Linked DNA regions of Macaca mulatta: region 1 is linked to region 2. The links are chromatin contacts, called in public Hi-C maps. All regions are on one chromosome and are shown on one strand. Each heading gives the region's core, a stretch centred on a gene start, on an enhancer-like site or on the middle of the called end of the contact. The rest is flanking DNA. Distances are from core to core; before and after follow the strand shown.

Region 1 (6,476 bases), core at 2,480-4,979, 190 kb before region 2:
CGGCTGAAATGTTAGTTATAAGATAACTCCGTTAATCTGATTTAGCAGCTAAAATCTAAGCCAGTGCCTCTCAATCCATAAAGTGCATTTGGATTATCTGGGGGTAATGTGACAACACAGTCTGAGTTTGTAGGTTTGGGGCAGGCCCACGAAGCTCCCCGCAATGCTAATGGGAATGCTTGTGGCCCCCTCTGCAAAGCGAGGGTCCATGCTGTGGCTAATGGCTCTTACCACGGTTGCTGGCTAACCTCCTGTTACCAGCTAACCTATTTATTAGAAGTCCAACGCTAGTTAACTGCTACCATCTGCACTGACTGCCAATACCTTGAGATGAGAAAGCTGTGGTGGGTGGGGCTAGCTTGTGTAGGCTCCAGAGAGCCTGACTCTTCAGTATTCAGGAATTCTGTGAGCTGGTCTTTAAACCATCAGCAGCTTGAAAGCAGATATGGTGGGAGCACTGACACCATGAAACGGACAAACACTACACACCTGGGTTTTACTTTTTTCCAGACGGCTGGCTTATCAGCACACCACCACCGGCCACCTCCCTCCTGGGGCGTGGCTAATTGCAGGCAGGAAGTGGGGGAGAGGGCCAGCCTGGCACAGCTCTCCAGGAGTCAGGGGAGGGACAGAAGTCCAACTTACCTTCCCAGTGGACCTGACGCCCTTCCAGATGCAGAAGAAACACACTAGCCAGACCAGAAGAAGGCAGAGAGCGAGGTCCCATTTCAGAGAGCCTGGGTGGTCGATTCCAGGGGACAAGCTCAGCACGTTGCGCCTTGAAGCAAACACAGAGCCAGAAGTCAGTAAGGGGCCTGGCCCCGGAGTAGAGAGAGCCAAGGCCCAAACATTAACAGGCTGAGGGTCAAATCCCACCTGAGGCACTGCATTTACATAAGTCACCTCACCTTTCCAAACCCAGGAATCCCCATTTGTCTTGAGACAGAGTTGTTGCAAAGAAAAAAGGATGGATTCAGACTCCAGATTCAGGCAAAACCAGGTTCAACTCAGTCTGACCTCAGGCAAGTTAAGGAATCCCTGAGCCTCAGTTTCCTCATCTGTGAAACGGGCACCGATTTTCTGCTGGGACTTCAACAGAACCTTCTTCAGTGCGCCAAATACTAAGTTCAGTTCTCAGCTCTACTGTTCGTTCCATCACTACAGAGGAAGTTAGCCAACTTTCCCAGACCTCGGGCTCCTCATCTATAAAATGTTGCCCTCCCCCAACATTGTCCCTCATTATTTTATTCATCCCTGTGTAACCTGGATCTCTCACTAAAATGTAAGTCACACAAGATCCTAAATTCAGGGTCTGGGATGCAGCTAGCACTTGATAAACCTTTGCAGATGTAACTGTGGTGTTCAGATGCCCAGGGAAGCTTCAGGCACACAGCCGGCACCTAAGCAGCGCTGGTTTCCTCCCCTGCCCTGCCAGGGTTTTGAGGGTCTCAGAGAGAGGCAGGTAAACAGTTTTAAGGATAACTGGCATGGGACAGCCACCAACCCTGCCCAGGATGACACGGCAGAGCATGGGTCTTTGGAGTCCAGACCTAAGCTTCCCGCCAATCCGAGCTGATTCCTGCTGTCCTGCTAAACAGGCACAGAAGCACCTACTCACAGACAGCACCTGAAAGCAGGCCAGGGCGGTGCAGGGTACTGACAGCCCAGGCCATGAAACTTGATGCCAAAAGTGGCATCCATGGTCCCAGAGCCCTGGCTGCTGCAACAGTGATCGAGGACAGCCACGCTGAGCACAGGGACATCGGCCCTGCCCACTGGGCCTCCCAGGTTACCCGTCCAGCACAGGCTGCTGGCCACAGGAGACAGGGTCTCCATGCTCCAGGGTGTTTGCGAACCCCTGGAAGACGCTGAGTTTCCTTCTAATGGGAGTCAGCTCCCTGCCTGAAGGTCACACTCCCATGCAGGAGGGGCAGGGAGTGAAGTGTGACTCTTTGCCTCAGTTTCCCCTTTTGTAAAATGGGACTAACAGCTCCCGCCCAGGATGCTCTTGGGAAAGCATTCTGGAACATCCCAAGCTTTTAGCCAGTCCGTGGGATTACCCCCACAGTCAGGGCTCTGGTTCTCAGAACACACACTGGGTTAGACCCTTTATCATTTGTTTTTTTTTTCTAGAGAAGCTTCAACATAAGGACTTTGAATAAATCCAATATTCCCTTCTCAACTGGCATTCAAGCAAGGCCTTTCTTTAGTCCACTGCTGTGTTCCCAGCACCTAGAACAGCACCTGGCCCATTGGAGGAGCTCAATAAAGACGTGTTGAGTGAAGAAGTGAATGAACGGACTCAACTGGGAGGACAGCAAGTTCACATGTCACTGTAGGACCAATCCATGAAATACTCCCACTAACAGCCAAAAGAAGGGACAGCTTTTCTTTGCCTTTTTCTTGCTGGTCACAGTGACATCAGTGGGCTCCCCCGGCACCTGATAATGTCATCCTGATAATGCTGATAGACTAAATAAAAGCCACCAGCAACCAACTGCTTTCCAAGGCCTTTTCAGTTTATCTCATCTGATCCAAGGAGTAGAGGCCATTCACCCCATTTTACAGATGGGGAAAATCAAGGCTTGGAGGGTCCACTTGCCCATGGTCACAGAGCCAGCAGGTGACACAGAGCTGCCACCCCAAGCCCACTCCTGTCTGACTCCAAAACCAGTGCTCTCTCTACTCCACTACACTGTTGATGTGATTTTAAGAGAAAACAGAGCCTAAATTTTAAAAACAATCTCTTCAGTCCTCTGCTATATGCTGGGATCACCTGGCACCTTGGGGCAGGGGGCATCTCTATAGGGCAGGCTGGCAGCCAACTGCATCCCAGCTGGGGCCCTGCCAAGCATGTGGATCTGGCGCCTGCCATGGCTTTAAAACAAAAAGCCTTTCCTCATTCTGCAGGGCTCAGCACCTTCAATGAAAGCCAGGGCAGGCTGGGCAGTGGCCCAAGACTTCCTTGTGAATGGGCAGCACCAGGAGAGGAGGAAGAGCACCTTTCCACCGTCTCCCAGGCCCTCCAGGTGCACTCGCCTTGGTCTCAAAGGAAGCCTCCCTGAGGTTCTGGAAGACTCACTGCAGAGCCCCCGTCTGGCTTCCGCTGTCCTGTCCCACGCTGGGGAAATGTCTGTCTTGCCCACCAGACCCTGAACATCCCAAGGACAAGGGCTTTATATGCTGATGAGATGTCCAGCCACAAGATAGCCTTTCGTTTGATTCTTTAGGACGAGCTGGCTGAGAAGCTTAACACCCTGGAGCCCTGACTGTGACCATACCCAGCCTGTGGCCAGCTGACCCAACAGCATCTGCCTTCCTCCCACCACCATGCTGGGCAAACCAGTGGTGCCCGATACCGATGGGAGGCTGCCACACTGGCTTGTTCGGGGCAGCTGACCAGCTATGCAGTCTACAACAAAGAAAATGAGTCCTCCGCCTGCTTCTCCATTGCTGGTGGTAGTCCCTTTGTAGGATCTCATGGTGGCATCCAGGGATGTTTGCTTTGACCAGGCAATTCCATTCCCAGGATTATCTCCTATAGTTACACCTGCATGGGTGGCCAGAGACACAGTACCCACCCCAAGCAGTGCTGTCTGTAGAGTGAAAAGTTGGAAACGACTCAAATGTCCATTAAGAGGAGCTTGTAAACTGTGAAGCAGGCACACACTGGAACACAATGCTCGGTGTAAAACAATGGGAAAGTTCTGTGTCCTACTAAGGAGCTAGGTCCTGGAGACAAAATGCAGGAAGAGAAGCAAGGTGAAGAACAGCGCACGAGACATGCTCCCTGCTGTGTAAAGAGGGAGGGAGCCAGAGACACATTTGTACTTGAATACACACATACTATTTTTGGCAGGACACACAAGAAGCTGGTGGCAGTTGCTGCCTGTGTGGGGGAGGGGGATGCACTTTGCAATGTATTTTTGCACTACTTCAATGTTTTTAATGTGCACATATCACCTTTATAAAAGTTATTTTAAATTCTTGAAAAGCTTTATAACGGGCCATGTGAACGTCCCAGGACTGAAACCAATGTATCTCATCAATCAGGATTTGTCACAACACAGCCTGACACAGGCTCAGGGCCAGAGCAACTGACATTCTTTCCAAAGATATCTCGGGCAGCCATGCCGGCTGAATCTCGGGCGGGTCCCTCCACAGTCCCTTCCATGTCTGACTTCCAGAGTCTTCCCAGCCAGAAAGCAGTCGATCAGGATCCAGCCAATCCCTACCCAGTGGTGAGGGCGTGCTCAATAAACTGTGGGGTGCCATGCCGGGGGAACGCCATGGTGCACTGCCACTCACCTGTGCCTCCTAAGCACCCCAGGAGGAAGCTGCACAGGCTCCCCACAGTGTTAACACAGCTCTCCCAGCACACTGTCTCTGCCCTTGTCCAGGCCCCTGATACCCCCAGGATGATTTCCAGCAGCCTCTTCATCCTCCCTCCACTCCTGCCCCCACAAGTCAGAGGGAATCTATTAATACCTATGGCAGGCCACATCCCTCCTCTGCTCCACATCCTCCCGAGGCTCCCACTCCGTAGCCAACACAGCTCGCCTGACCTTGCCATTCAGACTCAGACACTTTTAAGAATGAGTGGGTGCCAATTAGTAATCACACAGGTCAACGGGTGTAAAGGGGAAGTGTTCTGGGCAGGCTGGGGGTGCGGGCACTCAAGCCCTACCCTCATCCCCCAGACTGCACCATCACTTCCTCCTCCTTCAGCCACCCTAGCTGCTGTCTGGGACATTCCCTGAACAGGTCGAACGTGATCCTGCCTTAAGGCCTTGGACCTAACTGCTTCCCTCGGTCACTTGTTCCAAAGCTCCCTCATCCCTTTCCTTTAGGTCTCTGTTCAAAGGCAACATCCCCAGGGCAGCTGTTCCTGGCCACCCTCTGTAAAAAATATCCCTGGTCACTCTTCTTCCCCTGCCCAGGGCCTGTTTCTGATCACTTATTGCTTTTATACTATAATTTTATATGTGCTATTTCATGTCTGTCTGTCCCATTAAAATGTCAGTCCCAAGAAGGCAGGGTCTATGTCTGTCTTGATCACTGAACAGTGCTTGGCATGTAATAGGTGCTCAGCAGACATTAGTTGAATAAATTAATTATACCCATTTGATTGATGGGGAAACTGAGGCTCAGACAGGTTCAGGAATGCACCTGAAATCACTCAGATAGAAATCAACCCTGGATCTAGTTCCTTTTTTCTGATGCCACCCTGGGGACCAGTCACCTCATGTGCTGGGCCTGGTGCTGGTCTTGGCAAGGGCCCCAGCATCCCCAGCTTCCTCATGCTCTCATGCAGAGGGAGGAGACTCCGAGGTAAGCTGCATTCTTGTCCAAGAATAGTAATGATTCACTCCAGGGTGGGATCCAAAAAAGAATTGCCTGGACGTCTGTTTTGAGTCGGCCGCCCTGCTGCCGTCCAGCCGGCACTCAGAGATGTAAATACGTCCTCCTAGCGGGCCAAATCGTTTCCTTTTGACTGCAGGCCAGCCATTTATTGGCCATGGTTCTCCCCTGGAGACTGGCAGAGGCAACAATTATAAAAGGGCCCGTCCGCCCAGAGCATGGGGCCGTGTAGCCTTTCTCCACCGCCTCCTCCTTCCGACAGCTGCAGGGGAAGATTGGCTGAGCAGGCCTTGTTTGCAAATATGACTCATTTCTTTGATTCTAATAAAGTCTAATGATACGTGCCGAGCTCCCAGGGGGCTCTGGAGGAGCCTAGGAGGAAGGCACGGCTCCAGCCTGATGGAGGGCATCTGGCCAGGTCTGGCCCTGCCCGTCCTCCAGGGCAACCTTGGGACAGAGGTGACCCCAGACAGCAAGGAGCAGCAGGGGGACAAAAGCTCTGCTTCCCCATCCCAGAGCAACTCGGCGCTCAATTATAAAGCCAGCGTGAAATGACTGTCTCTGGGGCCCCGGGGGCTTCTCATGAGGATCTGGAAAAGTGCAGCTCACTGGCTCCTGCTGAGAATGATGACTTAGCACTGCACACAGGGTGGGCATAGGGGTCCAGGCTGAGAGAAGACCCCACAAGTAACCTGGGAGTGGGGAGACACACACGTGGCACAATGTGACCTGTGACCGTGGACTTGGGCTCCCAGGCCTGGCCTGGGCTCTGGGCTGGTGGCTGGTGGGGACACAGAAAAAAGGTTAGCTGGAGGCAGGATGCAGTGCTGAATGCCAGGGCTGGAAGCTTTGCTCCTTCTAGCTGTGCGTGTGACCTCGGGCAGGGCACTGCCCATCTTGCATCGTCAGTGTCCCATGGCCCCCCGCAAAGCGCATCCCTGGTCTTAGCTCCATAACGCTCAAGCCAGGCTGTGAGTCATTGGGACCACGCTACTTCTGTTGACAGAGAAGAGAAGAGGGCGTGGAGAGGTGAGGTCACTGCCTTAAGGTCGTGCAGCTGGGATGTGTGGGAGCCAGAGTTGGGCTGTGTCTCCCCTGACAAGGAAAGGAGAATG
Region 2 (6,318 bases), core at 2,102-4,601:
TCCCTGCCTCTTGATGGAAGGAACATCAAATAATTTGGGGGTCATGTTTGAAAACTGACACACCTGACTTCTGCAACATGCCTTCAATAATGTAAGGTTCCAGATGCTCCACCAGGCAGAAGGTGAATGAGTAGCAGTGGCTGCTAAGGACCACCCTTGTCATGCATGACTCCAGGCACCCAGAAGCACGCAGACCAACAAGGACCTGAAGCAGAGCCTCCCAGAGTCCTGGCTCCGGTGACAAATCTGTTGATGTGCTTTATTTGCCTGAAAGGAGAGGTTTTTATATAAAAATAACTATCAGCTGTATCAGTCCATTCTTGCATTGCTATAAAGAAATACCTGAGACTGGGTAATTTATGAAGAATATAGGTTTAATTGGCTCACGGTTCCACAGGCTGTACAGGAAGCACAGGAGCATCTGCTTCTTGGGGGGCCTCAGGAAGCTTCTAATTATGGTGGAAGGCGAAGGGGGAACAAGGCACTTCACGTGGCCAGAGTGCGAGGAAGAGACAGCGGAGGTGCCACACACTTTTAAACAATCAGATCTCGTGAGAACTCTACCACAAAAACAGCACCAAAGGGGGAAGTCCGCCCCATGATCCAATCACCTCCCACCAGGCATCACCTCCAATATTAGGGATATGATTCAACATGAGATTTGGGTGGGGATGCAGATCCAAACTATATCATCAGCGTTCCAAAACTGGTAGAAGATTTGGCAACACTGAACTGTTATTTCCAGATGGCCTTGCTGGCCAGAATGAGGAGCGACCACCGGATAAATCCTCTGGTTTACTGCAGTCCCCAACTTCTGAACCGGCTGCTGTGGGCCCTCAGGTTGGCAAACCCTAGGTCACGAATTCTAAGACATTAGAAAGGCATTGGGGAATAATCGTTCCCTAGTGGTTATTAGTGAACACAGTTCAGAGAGTACAGCTGGCAGGCAAATGCGTGGTGCTGATACGAAGCCCTCAGAAGATGTTCAGCTCTATAGGAAGAACAATCCCAGAAGGCTTTCCGGAGGAGGTGACAGCTCAGTAGTCCTGACAGATGAGAAGGACTTTGGGAGGCCAAGGCAGGAGGATCACTTGAGCCTAGGAGTTTGAGACCAGCCTAGGCAAGACTGAGACAGCATCTATACAAAAAAATTTTAAAATTAGCTGGATATGGTGGTGTGTGCCTACAGTCTCAGCTCTCAGGGGAGGCGGCTGAGGTAGTGTTACAGTAGGTAGCTAGTCAGACATGAGCAGGGCAGGAGAAGGCCCTGCCTCCCAATCAGGAATGTGAGGCGACCGTGAGGTGACGGTCAGGCGGTTGTTAACTCTCCCTCTAAAATAATGATAACTGGTTGCAACCAGTGCCAGGGAAAGCCAGTCTCCCAATAGATAGAAACATCTGAAGCTGGCGATCAGCCGCTTCCTGATAAGATCTCAGGAGCTGGGCGAGTGGGCTCAAGCATGTGCATTAAGAAGCAAAATGCTGGGGTTTAATTGGTGTACGACCTTCCTCTAGGAATGCTAGACTGGTAAGGGAAGAATGCCTCCAGTGAGCTTGTGCACAACCCCAGTAAACACACTGTGCTGGCAGGCCACTGCGCATGTGGACAGCCACCCAAAGGCAAGAATCAGGGGAGGAGGGACACAACCCCCAGAAGCACTCCAATGTATAAAGCCCCAAGTGAAAGATCAGACCACACACTCGCACCTCTCAAGTCGCCTGCCTGGCCCTCTTTTGAGTGTATTTTACTTCCTTTTGTTCCTGCTCTAAAACCTTTTAATAAACTTTCACTCCTGCTCTAAAACTTTCCTCAGTCTCTCACTCTGCCTTATGCACTTTGGTCAGACTCTCTCTTCTGAGGGGACAAGAACTGAGGTTGCTGCAGACCCGTATGGATTCACCACCACTAACTGTGGGAGGATCACCTGAGCCCAGGAGGGCAGGGCTGCAGTGAGCCATGACTGAGGCACTGCACTCCAGCCTGGGCGACAGAGTGTGGCCTTGTCTCAAAAGAAAAGAAAGAAAGATGGGAGGAGTTGTAAATGTTCAGGCCTCCAGAAGCTAATGAGTTTGGTCTCTAGTTGGACATCTGAACTTTGAGACCAGAAAAGAAGGAGAAGCAAGTTTCCTCTGCATATCTCTCCCTGCAATCCCAAATCCAATCTCTGCAATCCCTGGTGGAAATAAAAAGCAAAAATGGAGGCACTAGTAGATGATGATTTGAAAAAAACCCAAAGATGCCACGATATTGTCCTCACTGCTGGCCATCCTGCCTCAAATGTCACCATCAGCACCACCATGTAGAAAGCACTTATTACTTGAGGCGGAGGTCGTTTCTTCACATAAATCATTCATTTGTCCATCAGTCTGAGGCAGTGTGGATTCATTAAGCCACCAGATTAGCTAGCATAGAGAAGGAGTGCCTGGAAGGAGACAGGGGAGTGAGCGTTGCTAAAGTGCAGAGAGCTGTCCTGGGCGGTGCTCTCTGCTGGGAGCAGAGCCCAGAGGGGAGCCCTGAGCACACTGGGTGGAGGGTCAGACAGGAGGCAGGAGGAAGAAGGTGAGAGCCTCAGGGGCCACCATTCTGCAGGACCTCAATCTCTCTTTTCCAACTGTAATTTCCTCTTCCACTGACCTTAGTGTGGACCTCTTCACACTAAAGTTCTGGAAGTCTAGGATTCCATAAGTCTAATCTTCCAAAATACCACGATCCCAAGATCTCACGGATTCTTAGAGTTGCAAGATCATTTTCTTAAGTATGGAGATAAAGAAGACAAAGTAATGATTAAGATGGCATTATCTTTGAAAATGCCATCAAAGATACTGCGGTTCTAAGGTTCTGCAGTTCTCCAGGGTCTAAGTTTTAAAATTCAGTCCTTCTAAGATTGTATTAAGCCATCAACGTTTCCCATTTAGACTGAGCTGGAAGCCAGCAATCTGCAGGGAATCCAGTGATTTCTCTATGTGCTACCTGTACTGCTATTTTTCTTTACATTTAACATTTAAATTTAATTTAAAGTTTTTTTCTTTGGACTTAATCTCATTCTAAATAATAATAGTACATGAAGCTGTGAGTTTGAAGGACAAATTCTATTTCTCTAAAAACCTACCAAATAAGCTCTGGTAACGTAGCTCCTGGCACCTCAAACCATCTCAGGCACCACAAGCAATTGAAATACCGCATTTCAGAAGCCATTGCCAACGACGCCAGTCCCTCAACCCCCAACCAATTTCTGCAGGAGAGAGCAAAGCCATCCGTTTACAAATGGGCCGCAGGTCACACCTCCGGCAGGAATTCTTTGGGCTCTGAGAATGTGAGGTCCACCCACGGGTCTCCAGGGAAGGTCGTGCCCTGCTGGGCGGAGGTCGGAGTCTGGAGGTCGGGCGTCCTGCTGAGTGGAATCTCTTGTGGACTGGAGCCAGCGGGGACCCTATGCAACACCGCCATCTAGTGGCCAGAGTGTAAGGCACCGAGGGCGAAACATTGAGACACGTTTGCAGGTCCTGAAATTGGGAAAGTTGGAGAAAAGATAAAGGGACTAATGATTTAGAAACAAATAATTCGATAAAAAACAAAATAAATTGTAACATGGAATCTAATCAAGTCCTAAATGGGCAATTCAGAAACAACTTATGTGTTCACTATGGGGGCTTGGTTAAAGAAATGATGGGATATCATCTTAGGGAATAGTGTGTAGGCATTGTGATGAGTGCCATGAGCACCATGCTGACATGGAAAGATGCTCAGCTGAGTGGGGAAAAGAGCAGGAATCAGAGAGTCACCATGCAACTTATGCAAAATATAAGTATAGATCAATTTCGGGCACACATCTAGAGAGAATGTCCCCACCTTACCATCTTTCCCATGGCAGTAAATGCACCCCATTCACATGGCTGCTCAAGCCAGAAACCTATAAATCACTCAACCTTATGTCCCCCACCCTGACTGTTACACCAGTGCGTCGCCAAGTCAGTTCTGTCTCTGAAGCCCACCCACTTCTATTCCTCTCCACGACTACCACCTCCGGCCGAACCAGCATGTGTCTGGCCTGGGTGACTGCAGGGGCCTCCAACCTTGCCCTTCTGCATTTTCCAGCCCACAGCCCAGAGAACAGCCCCAGCGCCAACTGGATCATGCTGCTTCCCTGCTTAAACTCCTCCTGTGGTTTCCTGCCTCACTAGAATAAAAGCCCCCTCAAGCCAACCTTGTTCCATACCCTTGACCCCTTCTCGCTCTGCTCCTGCTCACTGGGCCCCTTCAGCTCCTCAAAGCTTTTGAGTTCTTTCCCATCCTGGTCTTCCCACCCCGTGCTGGTTCCTGGCCCTGAGACTTTCCTGGCCATGCCCCTCCCCTGCCAATCTCTACTCAAACCTGGGAACAATGTCCCTTCCTCAGAGCAGACTCTGTGGGTGATACGGGATTTCGTCTTTGTATCTTCTGATCTGTTTGGGAAACAAGTATTATTTTGATATGATCGAAACAATCAGATAGACCATTGGCACACGGTGAGTTCAGAGTAGGGGGAGGCTCAAAGGCCAGGGAAGGCTTCCTAAGGGAGGTGGAGCTTGAAGAACAGGAAGCATTGAGCCCAGGAAAGCAAACAGAATTCTAGACAGGGAAACTGGAATGAAGGTATAGAGGTGGCAGGTCAGCTAGAAGACGGGGCACCTGCTGATTTTGCTTGTTTAACACCCTTAATTCTGGTTGTAACACCCATTTTTTTTCCTCTGAGGGTGCACATTTCCCACATCCTCAGATCATGTGTTTCCAGTGAGGTTGATTCTCATTATGGGTGTGTGAATTCAGCTGGGCCAATGAGAACCTTTCCTGAGATTGTTGCTTCACCTGTTGAAAAAAGTGTTGTCTTTCCAACAGAGCTGTCAAGCTGGAAGGATGCAGGCCCAATCTTTGCCGCCACAAAGGAAGACAATAAAACCCATACAGGAGAAAACAGAGTCACAGGTGGAGACAATCACATTCCTGGTGACAATGTTTGAGCACCTGGATCCAGCCCAACCTAAGGCCATTTTCTCTTATGCTTTTTAGATCTGTGAACCAATAAATCCCTGCTTTAAGGGTTGGGCTAGTTTATCATGAGTGTCTATCATTTAAAACCCAAAGATTCCTAAGTTCCACACTAAGCTGGCTGGAACAGAGGCTTGCTGTGGAAGACAGTGAGGGAGGCTGAGCAGACACAGCAGAAACAACAAATGTCATGGCCATTCTTTGGAGGCAAGGCCTTTTTCCCAGTGGACTGAAGCATCTAGTGTGGGAATTGGAGAGTCTGAATCTCTGAGCCAAGCCAGAAATCTGAAACAACGATAGGCCCTCTCTCTTGACTGCCCACAAGCCACATTCTCCCTTCATTGACCCAGAAATCCTTTGAAAGGAGACCCAGGGACAGAAATGGCCTGGAGCAGCTCCTGTTCTTGGCTTATTGGGGTTCTGGAAGGAAACCATCTAAGTCTTCCCAGACCGCACTGGGAAGGCCAAGAATCCACAAGACAACTGGCCAGGGGGAGAAATGGGTGAGGGTGGGGAACCATTCGGGGCATTTTCCACTACTCTTTCCCTGTTTGTTTGTGGTCGGTCTGACTGCTCCTGAGGGCCCTGGTCTCTGGCAGGGGCGGGGAGGGAGTCCTGCAGGGCTGGTGGAGGAAAGGGACACAGGCCTGTAGCTCTAGCCCAGAGTTGGGGCCCTCCTAGGAACTACAGAATGGTGTGATACGTGGAGACATCCCCAGGGTCCTGAAGGGGCAGTACCTATGTCCTGTGCCCTCCCATCATGCCCAGCACAGTGCCTGCCACAGGGTTATATGCATGGCACTAGTTTCCATTTAGAAAACAAATCCCAAGTCCTTGCTAGGAGTGAGTAGAAGAGGACTTCACAAGAACCGAGGTGCATGATCATGTCAGTGTCACTGACTTGTGTCTTTGGGGCTGACTTGTGCCTTTGGGGCTATCTCCCACTCTGACCCTCCTGTAACCATCTCATCCGGTCTCCACAAGGGCAGGACTCCCTCTGAAACCTCTGGCCTGACACTAGCCACATACCACTTTCCAGCTTTCGAGAGCTGCAGCTGAAGATGCTAATGAAAATCAATACATATGGGCAGAGATTAGTTAAAATTCAACACTTAATCATGTTTTTTTTTTTAACTCTCAGCAAAAGAGGCACAGAGGAGAACTTTCTTAATCTGATAAAGAGTTTCCATTAAGACACCTGTGTGTGCGCGCGCTCACACACACACAACTAACATCATCATTAATGGTAAAATACTGAATGCTTTTCTCCTAAGGATAGGAACAAGAAATGG

The links. A called contact is a pair of places that touch in the nucleus more often than the background predicts.
Region 1: a contact with region 2 is called in a Hi-C map of fibroblasts, with 2.8 times the contacts expected there. The contact joins two enhancer-like sites. A contact is called at or near these places in 8 of 14 Hi-C or Micro-C datasets (CD4 T cells, blood, fetal cortex germinal zone and 4 more).

The regions. Positions count from the first base shown.
Region 1 is chr2:153,256,999-153,263,474 of T2T-MMU8v2.0, reverse strand. SLC6A6 (solute carrier family 6 member 6) reads right to left here. Exons shown (of 15, transcript NM_001266893.1): 6 at 646-778. Among named protein-coding and RNA genes, the nearest start is that of SLC6A6, 53 kb to the right of the region's middle. Within about 2 kb of position 3,729, at least 14 of the 40 cell types and tissues checked have an H3K27ac peak or open chromatin away from gene starts, as enhancers often do.
Region 2 is chr2:153,062,169-153,068,486 of T2T-MMU8v2.0, reverse strand. No RefSeq gene overlaps it. Among named protein-coding and RNA genes, the nearest start is that of LSM3, 83 kb to the right of the region's middle. Within about 2 kb of position 3,351, at least 3 of the 40 cell types and tissues checked have an H3K27ac peak or open chromatin away from gene starts, as enhancers often do.